3 separate regions of the Mus musculus genome follow, and regions 1 and 3 are each linked to region 2. A link is a contact called in public HiCAR-type and HiChIP or PLAC-seq data. All regions are on one chromosome and are shown on one strand. Each heading gives the region's core, a stretch centred on a gene start, on an enhancer-like site or on the middle of the called end of the contact. The rest is flanking DNA. Distances are from core to core; before and after follow the strand shown. Region 1 overlaps Tdp1 (tyrosyl-DNA phosphodiesterase 1). Region 2 holds the start of Zc3h14 (zinc finger CCCH type containing 14). Region 3 holds the start of Nrde2 (nrde-2 necessary for RNA interference, domain containing).

Evidence for each region. HiCAR-type assays count read pairs that join an accessible place to other places. HiChIP or PLAC-seq counts read pairs in DNA pulled down with a chosen protein or histone mark.
Region 1: a HiCAR-type map of astrocytes shows a contact between it and region 2, with 2.4 times the contacts expected there. The contact joins the enhancer-like site here to the promoter of Zc3h14 in region 2. A contact is called at or near these places in 8 of 39 promoter capture datasets (the 3T3-L1 cell line, 3T3-L1-derived adipocytes, the HPC-7 cell line and 4 more), 1 of 484 Hi-C or Micro-C datasets (the N1E-115 cell line) and 5 of 115 datasets of contacts at active chromatin or transcription factors (astrocytes, embryonic hindbrain, embryonic midbrain and 2 more).
Region 3: an H3K27ac HiChIP or PLAC-seq map of trophoblast stem cells shows a contact between it and region 2, with 7 times the contacts expected there. The contact joins the promoter of Nrde2 here to the promoter of Zc3h14 in region 2. A contact is called at or near these places in 1 of 39 promoter capture datasets (pre-B cells), 3 of 115 datasets of contacts at active chromatin or transcription factors (astrocytes, microglia and trophoblast stem cells) and 1 of 9 other capture datasets (adipose tissue).

Annotation. Positions count from the first base shown.
Region 1 is chr12:99,901,677-99,906,019 of GRCm38.p6, reverse strand. It overlaps Tdp1 (tyrosyl-DNA phosphodiesterase 1), which reads right to left. Exons shown (of 16, transcript NM_028354.5): 6 at 3,638-3,672. Among named protein-coding and RNA genes, the nearest start is that of Tdp1, 19 kb to the right of the region's middle. Within about 2 kb of position 2,854, at least 83 of the 459 cell types and tissues checked have an H3K27ac peak or open chromatin away from gene starts, as enhancers often do. A contact at or near this core is called in the HPC-7 cell line and astrocytes, where this site is marked.
Region 2 is chr12:98,745,660-98,750,196 of GRCm38.p6, reverse strand. It overlaps Zc3h14 (zinc finger CCCH type containing 14), which reads right to left and starts at 3,229. Exons shown (of 17, transcript NM_029334.2): 1 at 3,039-3,229; 2 at 2,675-2,717. The coding sequence starts at 3,074.
Region 3 is chr12:100,157,900-100,162,188 of GRCm38.p6, reverse strand. Nrde2 (nrde-2 necessary for RNA interference, domain containing) reads left to right here and starts at 2,536. Exons shown (of 14, transcript NM_001290303.1): 1 at 2,536-2,649. The coding sequence starts at 2,586.

The DNA of each region.
Region 1 (4,343 bases), core at 1,605-4,104, 1.2 Mb before region 2:
GGGAGAAAAAACTATCAGGAACAGAATTTTCCAAATAAGCAGATTATCTAGTGAGAATGCAGGGCAACAGCTGGAGGGATGCATGCTTAGCCTCTTGTGTTACTCAAACTTTTAGTGATTATAAACTCCCCTCTACACACTGCCTTCCAAAAATCTAAGGAGACACATAAAAAGCTATCTTTCGAAAAGGCTCCCAACACCTGGGGGCATGAGCTCACATCCCTTCACCGGTCCCGTAGTATCCATGGCTATAATTTCACTATGAAGGACCACAGGGACATCTTTGCCCTGTGTTTTGCAAGCAAGGTAGGAGTAGAATCTTCTGCTGTGTAACAGGCTAGCACGTTTCAAACAATGGAAATATATGCAGCATATTTTGAAAGTATCAGTCCAGGAAGCCTTTGCGTTAGCCCGTGGCTGTGCGGTCACATACTGAAGGTATAAAATGTTATTTCTTATTGTCGGTTACAGTTTGAAGACTGGATGATGTCTGATGCCCTGTCCTGGTCAGACATGTATTCCATGTGCCACCCTTGTCACCGCTCTGTATCTGGGCTTGAAGTAAGTCCTCTCAGTTGGAACTGGGCTGAGTCTTCTCTGCCCACCAGGGCTTTCTGAGTCCCTAAGCATAGCTACTAAGGGACTTTACATCTTCTCTCCAGAACTAGAGTGTCGCTTCTCAAGTGTGTGACTCTTGTCTTCTGCTGCTTACTACTCATCTGTGTAACTCAGGTGACGTGAGAACTGACTTTTACACTCATCACTGATATGCTCAGCAAATATAGTCGTGAAGGTCCGGAGGCCTTGTGGGGTTTCAACATATCCCACAATGCCCACAACCACCACTGGTGCGGTTTCCACAATGGTCACAGTCTCCACATTTCTTTCTTGTTCACCTTAGAGCCTGGCCTGTCAATTCCCGGATGACGTGGGTCATGGCAGCCTTGTAGCCTAGAAAGGCTGTGAGGTGAACAGGCTTGGAAGCGTCATCCTTAGGGAAGGCTCTTCACTTTCCCACAATGCCAGCTGCTGTGCTTGCGAGGCAAGAAGCCTTTAGGATCCATGCCTGGGAGCTGAGAATTTCCTGTGAGACGTCTCGCAGCCACACGCTACTGACAGAGCAAAGCATTTTCACTTTACACAAGTGCAGAGCCTGAGCTGGAGGAAAAGGACTATCTGAGTCACAATGAGCATGAACTCACACATGCCCACAAGCCAGGGCACTGTGTGTACTGACATGGCTGGAGGTGGGATGGTCAAAATTTTCAGTACTAGAAAGTGAGTGGGAGATGCGGCCTTGGTGAGACAGAGGAGCAGCTGGAGCAGTAGGCGGGAAGCATGCCCCTCCCTGCAGGCTATGGCTGGCTCCTGCTTACATGAGGACATTGTCCATTCAGCTGCTTTGTTTCTCCCTATTGATCTCAGAGCCCTCAGAGGTACTGCCCAACTCTGGGGCAAACCAGAGAACTTTCCCATTCTAAAGCATTGTGTGACACATCATGCCTGGAACCACTGTGCACCCTGGAGATGCTGGACAGACCACATCTGTAGATGGAGTGAAATCCTGACTATTTCTATTGTGCCCTGTGCGTGGTACCCAGCCAATGCCTGGTCAGTACATCGCTCAGGTGTGTGTCACCCCAGAACCTGCCTCACAGTGACTGTTGTCCCTGCTGGCTGGGAGGAGAGTTGTTATCACATCACTGTGAGCTGAGGCTTTCCCCTTCTCTATCTCCCATGCTTCGTGCTCTCACTCAGAGGTGAAAAGCTACAAGGACAAGGATGACCGACTTGAGACTCAGTGACATTACAGGGATTGCTTGGATAATTTTCGGCGAGGTAGGATCTCACGTAGACTGTCCTTGAACTCCTGCTTCTAGCTCGGCCTCCTAATTTTTAAAATAATAAACTAAAATCTCCAGACATGATCTCAATCCTTTACAAGATCCTGATGTTCCAGCAAAAACGTAAACCCTGGATACTCTCTGGCTGGGGAGGGTTCCACTCCACTGACGTCTCTGGATTGTGAGCTATTAGATTTAACCTACAGAATGTGCATGTGTGAGCTGCTCTAAGGAGCAAGGGTTGAACGGGGCCAAGGAAATAATGAATCAACTGTAGCACTGAGCAAACAAGAACAAATTAAAAACTAAGGTTAAAAATGATCTCTAGCCCCATGTTCATCCCCAAGGAACGTAAACTCATTTATCCTAGGTCTCTGCTTTCCGGTGTGTGATATTAAAAGAACCAAATAATTTTGATATGATTAAACAAAGGGGAGCTTCCCCTTTGCTCCTTCCCTGCTGCATTCACAGGGAAGCATCACCAAGCCAGCGTCTGAGGCAGTCTTCTGACCCCGCAAGTCTCTCCCGGGGGTGACAGCATGACCGACAAGCTCTCCATTGCTTGCTAGCCCAGAGGGACATCGGAACTTTTCCCCTGTGAAGCTCATTACACAGCGCAGACCACGTGCTCAGCACAAGAATCGGGCACCAGTGGCCCAACAAATCATACCGGGGCCCAAATGGTGACAGGGCTGGCAGAGGGCCTTCTAGAATCAAGAATGTATTTATCCTGGGGTCTCAGCTAAGGGCGAGAGACAAGGATTTCCTGTGTGGTGCTTTGCATTAAGGCTAAGCTGCCCCCACTGACAGCAATCTGTATTCTGAGCTGAAATTGGCATCTTGTGTGCTCAGAGCTAGAAAATGAGTATTTTATGCATGAGTCAGTACTTGAGTTCACTCTAAATTCTCTTTTGTCCCTTAGTGGACAAAAGCTACCAATTAGGGGTGGCCTGTAGATGTTACCCAGGACAAGTCAGAGAATGGAACTATCACTTCGTGCCTAACTGCTTCCAGTCTGGCTCCTTTTCACAACAGACTGGCAAAAATACTGCTGTATGCACACAGAGAGAAAGGCAGCCACAATACTGTCACTTTCCATCTCAGCTTCAGCAGGAAGCAGCGTCAGGCCAGACCGAGGACGGCCACTACCCCTAGCACACTGCTTCCTCTCTGGGGGCAGCAAGGCCCAAACTTCCACTCCTGGATTAAAAGAGAGAACAGCCATCTTCTGTCACAGTCTTTTGCCAAATCCCCTCAAGAGAAATGTGATTTGTAAAAATATTAAAGTAAAGACAACTGCATTTTGTTGTTTTTTCCACTTGAAAAGCCGAATAACCCTAAAAGTACTTGGTGAGAGGCTATGAAACTAAGTTAAAAATAAATCGAGCTGTCACTGGCTCACGTGAGAGGAAGAGGTGGGCCAATTTCTCCTGAGCCATCTCAGAGGAGTTCACTGGAGCCTTGCAGACTGGCAACTTTCCATAAAATCAGTTTTCCTTTATCAGAGTATGGGGCTGACTAATAATAGACTATTCAATGTAATTCATTCTTGCCAAATGACAGAACTTTTAAAAGCAGGTCTGTCACAAGCCCTGACTTAGCACGCAGAGTTGTCTATGACCACAGAACTACTCTTGAATTCTGTCTGCCAATGGCCTTGGCAGATGTCCTAAGCAATAGGCAGAGGCCTCCGAGGCACAGATCACACGCTTCCATGCTGACAGAGAGCTCCTTGATTATGTCCTTTGACCAATTAAAACCATACCTTCCCCCACTTCATAAAAGTTGCTTACGTGTGGTGTGTTCCAAATGCAATATCCAACTTTGCCTAGGATAGGAAAAAAGTAATTTATTTTAAAAAGTTGCACTTAAATGCTTAATTTTCCTGTCTACCGAAAATTAAATGGGGAAGGGAACAAGGCAACTCTTTAAAAACAAAACAAAACAAAACAAAACAAAACAAAACAAAACAAAACAAAACTGTTTGACTGCCCTCTATTGGACAAACAGAACACAGCTTTTATTACAGTATGCAGCAGGCTCATTTAAAATACTTTGGTTGGGGGCTTGGGGGTGGGGTGGGTGTTACCTAATATGATTTAATACATATTACATTTTTAATTACAGAAGTTATAAGTGGGAAACCTAATCTTTTAGTTGCCAAAAAATATAAATGTGATCCCAAACAAAGTTTTAAATAAGATATTTGGCTCCCAAGAAAGTTAGCATGAACAGAGTTTTAAGAACAGATTTAAACAGCATGGAATTGGTGGCAACATAAAGACATCATGATGCTAAGTTGAAAGAGAAAGTTTCATACAAAGGCAGCAGAAGCTGGAGATAAACACCGCCAAGCCCACCTTGTAATCCAGAATGAGTTTTATAAGTGCCGGTATGTCGAGGGTAAACATTTTATCTAACATCTAGCACAAGAGACCCAAGTCAAGCAGGATATGCCAGAAAGAATGGCTATGGAACAAACAAGTCGCTGAGTGATCA
Region 2 (4,537 bases), core at 1,980-4,479:
TAGCTCTCTCCACAGCCCATGTGTCTATAAAGAGTAGTAATACTGCCACCCATCCCAGCAGTACTTCCAGAAACACAACAACTATAAGCACATGTTTTAAAAACTAAAAAATCTTTTTTGGAGTTTGTGAAAGTCAGTGACAGGACTGAATGTATCTCAGTGACACACTGGGACCTCACCCTGGCCATCAATTAGCACAGTTATACACGTGCAGTGGGCCTCACACAGCTGGCACCACTTAGTATCAAAAAAAAAAATTAAACAGTTAGAACTAAGAAAATTCTGGTTCTGCTCCATTTTTTCATATCCATGAGGAGTCTTATATCAATCCTGAAAAAACCTGAAATCTACCCACCAACTGTCGGGTACAAACTAGTAATTCTTAGCTTGTTCAGTATCAGGTTCCTTCTGGTTGATGTATCTACTAATATTGACCACATGACTTCAGAATGGACCAGTTTAAAAGGATGTAATCACCAGTGTACAGACCACAGGCTAACAGCCCAATTATATCAACTTAATGCTTTCTCTAGAAGCTAAAGTTTCCCAAACAAAAACCGTAGTTCTGAGGATGGCCTTGCTTTCTACTTCCTTAGATCTCTTTTGTATCATGTCAGAAGACAAATGAACTCTAATCAGTTTTTTTTTGCATTTAATCTGTGATAAAGATGTTTAATATTGAGGAATGTAAAGAAAATCTAGTCCCATAAATATGTACCTTGAGTATTTTAACAGTCTTTCTAGACCTTTCTATCCTTCTATGACACTACACTGAAACTCAAGCAAGTATTTATTAACAATATGGAATCTAATATAATACCAACTGACTGACTGTACTGTTGGATGAAAATCAACCTACACAACCTTTACTGCCTTTTACCTCTGCATACGGTAATGTGGAGCAGGCACTTAGAAAGTGCTAGTTCACTGGTGAACCAAGGACATACAGGACATTTCATTATGTAAAGTCACACTGTTAGTGCCTCCACAATTTTACCACAGAAATCTTTTAGTTCTGGGAAGCTCTCAAGTTCACAGAGGGAAACCCAAACTTTCAAAGTTTTAATTTTCATTTGTAAGTTCAATCTGTCATTGGCAATAGAAACTTTTGGCTTTTTTTTCTGGCCTACAAGTGCACAAAACCAGTTTATCATTTCTTAGAATGTAAAATGCTTTCTACTACTGTGATAAAACACTGTGACCAAAAGGTAGTTGGTGAGGAAAGTATTTATTTCATCTTATAGCATATGGTCCGACATCTAGGGAGATTAGGTGAGGCAGAAAACTGGAGGCAGAAAGGAATGCAGAGACCATGGAGGAGTGCTGCTGACTGGCCTACTCTGCCTGCTTTCTTAAAGCAGCACTCAGCTACACCAAACCAGGGCACCATGCACAGTAAACTGTACCCCCCCCCCCAAGTCAATCACTCCTACAGGCCAATTTGGTAGTGGCATTTACTCAATTGAGGTCCCTTCTTCCCAAATGACAACAGCCTATGTCAGGTTGACACTTCAGCTTCATATAGCTACCTTACTTTGCAATCACTAATGCCTTTTCTGAAAACAAGCGTGTATCAGCTCAGTACACTACTATTTTACAAGTACTTCTCTGCTCTTACAGTCAAAATACTAAACAGTGTCGGGTTTGGTTTTGTTTTTGGAGACAGGGTTGCAATAGCCCTGGCTATTCTGGAACTTACTCTGTAGACAGTAGGCTGGCCTTGAACTCACAGACACTCCTGCCTCTGCCTCTGCCTCTGCCTCTGCCTCTGGAGAGCTGGGACTAAAAGCATGGGCCACCACCTCCCAATTGAGAAGCCAGTTTTAAAAACCATTTTTTTTTTATCTGTCTCATTGATAACATTCTAGATGGAACTTTTTTTTTTAAACTACAATTATTTGACCAAGAGTTCTAGTAAAAGCTGGTGTGACCTTTTAAACTCACTGCTTTCGTATAATCCAAGTGTAGACATAGTGTAATGTCAAGCCTTCTAACCATTATGAAAACAAATTTGACTCCAGGGGTCAGTAAGGGTCTCAGACCCTGAGTTACTATTTTAAGGTACCCATGATTTACAACTAAAGCCACCATCAGTGGGGTCAGACAGGCTTCCTCCCCCAGGCCTGTTCAAGTACCTGAAGCCTTTGTTTCTATTTGTACAACTGGGATATTATCATTTACATTTTAATGGCTAAACAATGCCTAGCTCAGAGTAAACACTCATTCTGAAAAAACAAACAAACAAACAAACAAAAACAAAAAAAATCTAATACATAAAACTTACTGAACCAGCTCTGTGGCAAATGCCAGAAGCCTGAAGCATATAATGTTCATATCCAAAATGAGAGATCTCAAATTAAAGGTCATGATGAGAAAGTAACAACAGGAAAAACAGAACAAAATTCGAACAAACATGGGTGCTTAAAAACACGACAGCTTCAGCCGAAGGTTAGAAAAGCTAGACTATTTCAAAATAACATCTTAGACAGGAGATGGGGGTGGGGGAAGGGACCTCGGGGTGCTGCTATAGATGGCTCGATGGAACGAGGGGAGAGGAAAACCAGGGCTCTCAAGGCAGACCACCCGAAGAGCTCTGGGGCAGAGTCACTCACACATCCAGGCAGCTACAAGCCCTACAGTAGTATATGGAGGCGAAGGATGAGAATCGACTTACCTACGTAAGCTCCTAATTCTTGTAATTTCCCCTTAATGGCACTCTGAGGGAGAGAGAGAGAAAAAAAAAAAAAAAAACAGCAAAGGTGCCTGTGAAAACCGCGACAGTGAAAGAGCCGCCCCGCGCAACCGGGGGGTGGGGGAGGGGACGCCGCCCCCCGCGCGGCGCTTCCCGCAGCCGCCGCCGCCGCTGCCGCCCAGGTGCCTCTCACGGGCCCGCTGGAGTCCCCAGAGCCGACCGCCGCGCCTGCGCTCCGTCTGAGGCGGCCGGCGCGGAGGAGACGCTGCAGGCCGGGCCCACCCGCCCCGTTACTCCTGGCAACCGCCTGCCCGCCATGCCCAGCGCCCGCCGACGCGGGCCTCACCCGGATCTTGCGGCTGATCTCGGTGCCGATTTCCATGGCTCGGCGGCGGGCGGCCGGCTCGGCACTGCGCGGCGCCTCGGTTACCTGGAGCCCGCCGCGGGCTGCCACCCTGCAGCCTGGGCCCCCTACGCCGCTGCCGCTGCCGCTGCCGCCGCTGCCGCCGCCGCTCCGCCTCCGCCGTGCGCGTCCCCGCCCCTGCTGGCGCCCCCGTGCAAGTGGGAGCCAACGCGCATGCGTCTGAGCACACACGCATGCGCGCAATCGCGCGCGCGTGTGTGTCCCGGGCAGGGGGGCGGGGTCCGGAACCTGTGCTCTGGCGACCACTGCTGGTGGCTCATAGGACGATGGCCTACGGGGTTACCTGGTTTCACCTTCCTCTTTCTAGGCTTCGGGGGAGCCTTTCCTTTTCCTTTTCATGCTTTCTCATTTGCGAATTTTAGTCTACAGGTAATCAGGATGAAAGTATGTATAGCTCAAACATTATGAGCCCTGATCCGAGTTCAAATCTAACCCCAAGTATCACTATGGGATTGAGATATATATTATCAAATGACAAAAAGGAGATTATTTTCTAGAAGATGTACTATTATTACACTTGATGAGGTAGAGGGACGATATTCAGAACCCATGACCTTACTTTAATTCTATAGGGATGTTTTGTTTTGTTTTGTTTTGTTTTTTGAGACAGGGTTTCTCTGTGTAGCCCTGGCTGTTCTGGAACTTGCTCTGAAACCCATGCTGGCCTTGAACCCAGTGATCCACCTGCCCCTGCCTCCTGAGGGCTGCCAGCTGCAGGTAGCAAGACTGGCAAGTGTCACCCTCTAGTGTTACAACACCCTGCAGTGTTGACCAGTGTGACTGGGAAGTTGGGGCCCTCTAGTGTTAAGAGTTGGTGCGCAGGGCTCCGTTATTGGGTGTCAGCCCTGAATGTATTAGAGCTCCTTGGGCCTAGAAATTGGGTTTGCTAATCTCAGTCTCAGCTGGGATTGCAGTTTCCTGAAGGTCCTAGGTACTGGGATTTCTCAGGCCATGGTGGTAGCCAGCGATACAGCTCTCAGTCAGATGCCTGGCACACTTGGCCCTGAAGACCTGACAGTTCTCACAAATTCTTGTGACCGGGGCCTGCAGGTTCCCTTCATTGCTTTTTACGTCATTGCTTTTAATGCTTAGGCTCTGAGCCTCCTGTTCCCCCTCTCAGCTTCTTACCTTATCCTGGCCACTCTTGAACAGCTCCCTCCCTCTTCTATCTCCTGCCTCTCTTTGGGTCCACACAGCTGAAAGTGGGTCAGAAAAGAGAGCTTGAGAGAAGCCTCTTGTTAAGCCTGCTGTTGTAACCATAGGGTAAGCTGCTCCCGAGAGTGCCCCTCCCGGCCTGAACAGTCTGCTTCTATAGCTCAAAATGGGATGTTTGGATTAATCACAGCTATTTGTTTTGGCCGAGCCTAGCCATATGTTGGACTAATCAGAGCTTTGCCTCTTAGCACCAATTACAGCTATCT
Region 3 (4,289 bases), core at 1,287-3,786, 1.4 Mb before region 2:
CATTTAAACCAAAGGTCAGCACAGCTTTTCAGGAAAGGATCACATAGAAACATTGGAGACCAAGCAGGATTTCCAGCCTCTGCGGCAGCTACACTGAAAATTAATTCTGTACGTTTTCAAAATGTACTGGGCATTATGGTACATATCTTTAATCTCAACACTTGCGAAGCAGAGACTGGCAGATCTCTGTGAGTTTGAGGCCAGCCTGATCTACACAGAGAGTTCCAGGACAGCCTAGGCTACATAGAGAATCTGTTTTTTCAACATTTGTTAGGGTGAAAGCTACACACTCCATACAAATGTCTGTGTCTGCTAAACCTTTGCAAAATTTACTCGTATGTTACACTAAAAGTGAAGTTTTGTTTTAATTGAGAGAAAGGCAAGAGGATAAAGAGTCTGAGCCTGTACTACATACTGAGATCTATCTAAAAACAAAACAAAAAAAAAAAAAAACCAAAACAAAAACAAAACTAAAACCAAAAGACAGGGCAGGTGAGATGTCTCAGTGGCCATCAGCTCCTGCCACATAAGCATAATGACACACACACACGTACACACACACAAATTTTAAAAAAGTAAAAATCCTCCCAGAAAACAAAACTTTAGAAATCTGTATCAGTAACTTGATTATATATTAAGTTGTCCTTATGAATTGCTTACGAAAAGTCTCTTACATGTTTGTAAATACACAAATATCCACTACAGCAAGATTCCTTGTTATCAATACATTATCATGGCTTTCAAAATTTTTTTGAAGCCTTTCACATTTAATTCTTATTTTTCTGGAATAGAAAGAGATGAAACATTGGGGAAAGACTGTAACCATTTTAGTTAGTTTTGTTTTCTGTTTTGTTTTGAGACAGTGTGATAGTTTGTATATCCTTGGACCAGGGAGTGGCACCATCTGAAGGTGTGGCCTTGTTGGAATAGGTTTGACCTGGTTGGAATGGGTGTGTCACTGTGGGTGTGGGCATAAGATCCTCACCCTAGTTGCTGGAAGTCAGTCTTCCACTAGCAGCCTTTGGATGAAGGCATAGAACTCTCAGCTCCTCCTGTGCCATGCCTGCCTGGATACTGCCATGCTCTCACCTTGATGATAATGGACTGAACCTCTAAACCTGTAAGCCAGCCCCAATTAAATGTTGTTTTTTATAAGACTTGCTTTGGTCATGGTGTCTGTTCAAAGCAGTAAAACCCTAACTAAGACAGACAGGATTTCTCAGTGTAGCCCTGGCTGTCCTGAAACTTGCTTTGTTGATCAGACTGGCCTCAAACTCACAGAGTGAGTGCCAGTGCCTCTGACTCCAGAGTGCTGAGATTAAAGGTGAGCATCATCGTGCCCTGATGCAGATATTGATTTAATCAACTGAGATAACTTCCTGTCAGGTTTGGCGGAACTTGAGATTTACAGTTGAAGACAAGTGGATTCTACTGGCCTCCTTTTTCCAAGTACTTTTAGGGACCTGAAAACTTGGACATTTATTTTGGACACACACAGTTTACATGGTACACACAGTTTACATGGTACACGGAGCTGCTTGGATAGGTTTCCATCCATTCCTTTGTTTAGATGATTAGTCACATCTCTGGGTTTAGCTTTTTTTTTTTTCTAAACTTTATTTTATTGTGGTGCCCTGTGCACTTGGAGGTCAGAAGACAACTTTGTGGAGCCTGGATGAAACTCAGGTATCCATGCTTGCTTGGTAGTACCTTTATTATTTAAGCCATTTCATTGGCTCCTGCACCCAACCTTTTTTTTTTTTTTGGTAGGGGAATCTCAAAAATACTTTATAGGTAAGTATATGCATTTATTGTCAAAGACCTTTATCTTATTGGGACTTTGTACTCTTCTGTATTCCTAGGGTATTTAAAATGACAACTTATATTTGGATCACTTACATTTTGCCGTGGAACTTGTCACATCTCACATAGAAGCTAATTTTTCATTTCTTTTCTTTCTTTTTATTGGCTTTTTTTGAGACATCGTCTCTATACAGTTCTGACTCTCATGGAAATTACTATGTAGACCAGCTGGTGTCGAACTCACAGAGATCCACTTGCCTCTACCACTGAGTGTTGGGACTTAAAAGGGGTTTGCCCCCACACCCAGTTTAAAGCCACCTTTTAAATGCTTCTTATGGGTGAAACAATTGCAATTTGTACATGTATATGTGTACGTATACATACACTCACACACACAATCTTGCAGAGGAGGAAAATGAATCTTACAGAATTTGATTACTTTGATCCAGTTTAAAGGAGGCAATGTGCTTTTACCAGAGGAGCTGAATTCCAGTTTCCACACCTTCCCCCCTCCCAACTTCCTCTTCCGGTTCCTGCTTGTCCATTGTTCAGTGAAGCCGGAGGGCACTAACTACAAGGAAACTGTTCTTCCTCAATCTCACCCTCTTCCCTCCTCCCCTCTCTACCCTTTGGGTCTCCGCACCGCCTTGCCCAGGAGTTAAGCCTTAAAGAGTGCAGGAAGAACTACATTTCCCAGAGTGCCTCGCGAGTCACCGTCCTCCAACCAGAGCTCTCCAGACGGCGCCATTTCTGAGGCAGGAGTGGTAGTGCGGCCTGTGATCATGGCGCTGTTCCCGGCTTTTGCGGACGTAAGTGAGGCCTCCGGTGATGGGGCATTCAGGAAAGGTAAGCACCCCAAAAGAGTCGAAAAAGACATCCATTAAATTAATGGCAGATTTTCGGGCCTGGGTCATGGCCTTTTTTCTTTGCTTTGTTTATCCACCTGTATCCCAGAGTTCTCCGCGGCGCTGCAAAGCCTTCTGGGTCTTGTCTGAAGTGTAGGGCCAGAGGCTCTTTCAGGCGCTACGGTGGTCAAGTAAGCGGAGGGGAAACTAAGCCTACGATGATGTCTGGCGCTAACATTACCGTATTTTTGGACTTCATTCTCCTAGAAGCTGCAATGATACAACTCCATTGCAAAAGAAACCCTCTTAAAATACTTGCAATTGTGGTTGGCGTAATTCTGATTTTTCCTTACTAAATTGTAACCGTCAACAAATTCCGAGACTGTCTATTCATTGTAGCACACTTATTAGAAACACAGGCCCAAAATATAGACGTATTCAATAAGTGTGTCAGGATTGATAATGCAACCTGTTGCATGAACGAAACTAAGTAACAACAGCAACAAATCAGTATAAGGTAGTATGCTACAAATGTCATAGATGAGCCACAGTCAACCATAAAAATGAAACGTTCAGAATTTTGGAATGGTCTTCAAGAGGATATGATTTGTATAGATAAGAATTCAGGGACCTTCAAGGGGCTGTGGAAGAGAAGCATGGGATTAGAGAACTGGGTGCGTATTTTAAATGCTAAGACAAGTGTCAGCTATAATGAAGTTAACCATGGCAGGTAAATGCAGAAAATACATCTAATACTGAAAGTGTACGGTCAAGTTGAAGGGCTGGCAGTGGTGGCATACACCATTAATTTCAGCACTTGGGAGGCAGAGGCAGGTGGATCTCTGAATTCAAGCTCAGCTTGATCTACGTAGTGAATTCTTGGACAGCCTGGGCCACAACATAGAGAGACCCTAATCTCAAAAAAGACCAAACCAAAACAAAATATAGTTAAGAAAATTAACTATATATTATTTAACTATGAGTTACTGTTCAGCTTTCTTTACGGTTGGTTTGCTTATAGGGATCCAAAAGAAGTCAGAATTCTCTCTCTCTCTCCTTTCTCTCTCTTCTTTCTCTCTGTCTTCCTTTTCTCTCTGTCTTCTCTCTCTCTCTCTCTCTGAGAGAGGGGGTGTACTGGCTGGTTTTGTGTGTCAACTTGACACAAGCTGGAGTTATCACAGAGAATGGAGCCTCCCTTGAGGAAAGGCCTCCATGAGATCCAGCTGTAAGGCATTTTCTCAGTTAGTGATCAAGGGTGGGAGGATCCATTGTGGGTGGTGCCATCCCTGGGCTGGTAGTCTTGAGTTCTATAAGAGAGCAAGCTGAGCAAGCCAGTAAGAAACATCCCTCCATGGCCTCTGCATCAGCTCCTGCTTCCTGACCTGCTTGAGTTCCAGTCCTGACTTCCTTGGTGATGAACAGCAGTGTGGAAGTGTAAGCTGAATAAACCCTTTCCTTCCCAGCTTGCTTCTCGGTCATGTCTGTGCAGGACTAGAGACCCTGACTAAGACAGAGAGTTGGCCAGAAACCCACAGAGATCTGCCTTCCTAGTGTTGGGATTAAAGGCAAGTGCTCCCATGTCCAGGCACACTGCATTTTCTGCATGTACCCGTAGGTCCCCTTGAGTATGAAACAGTTTCT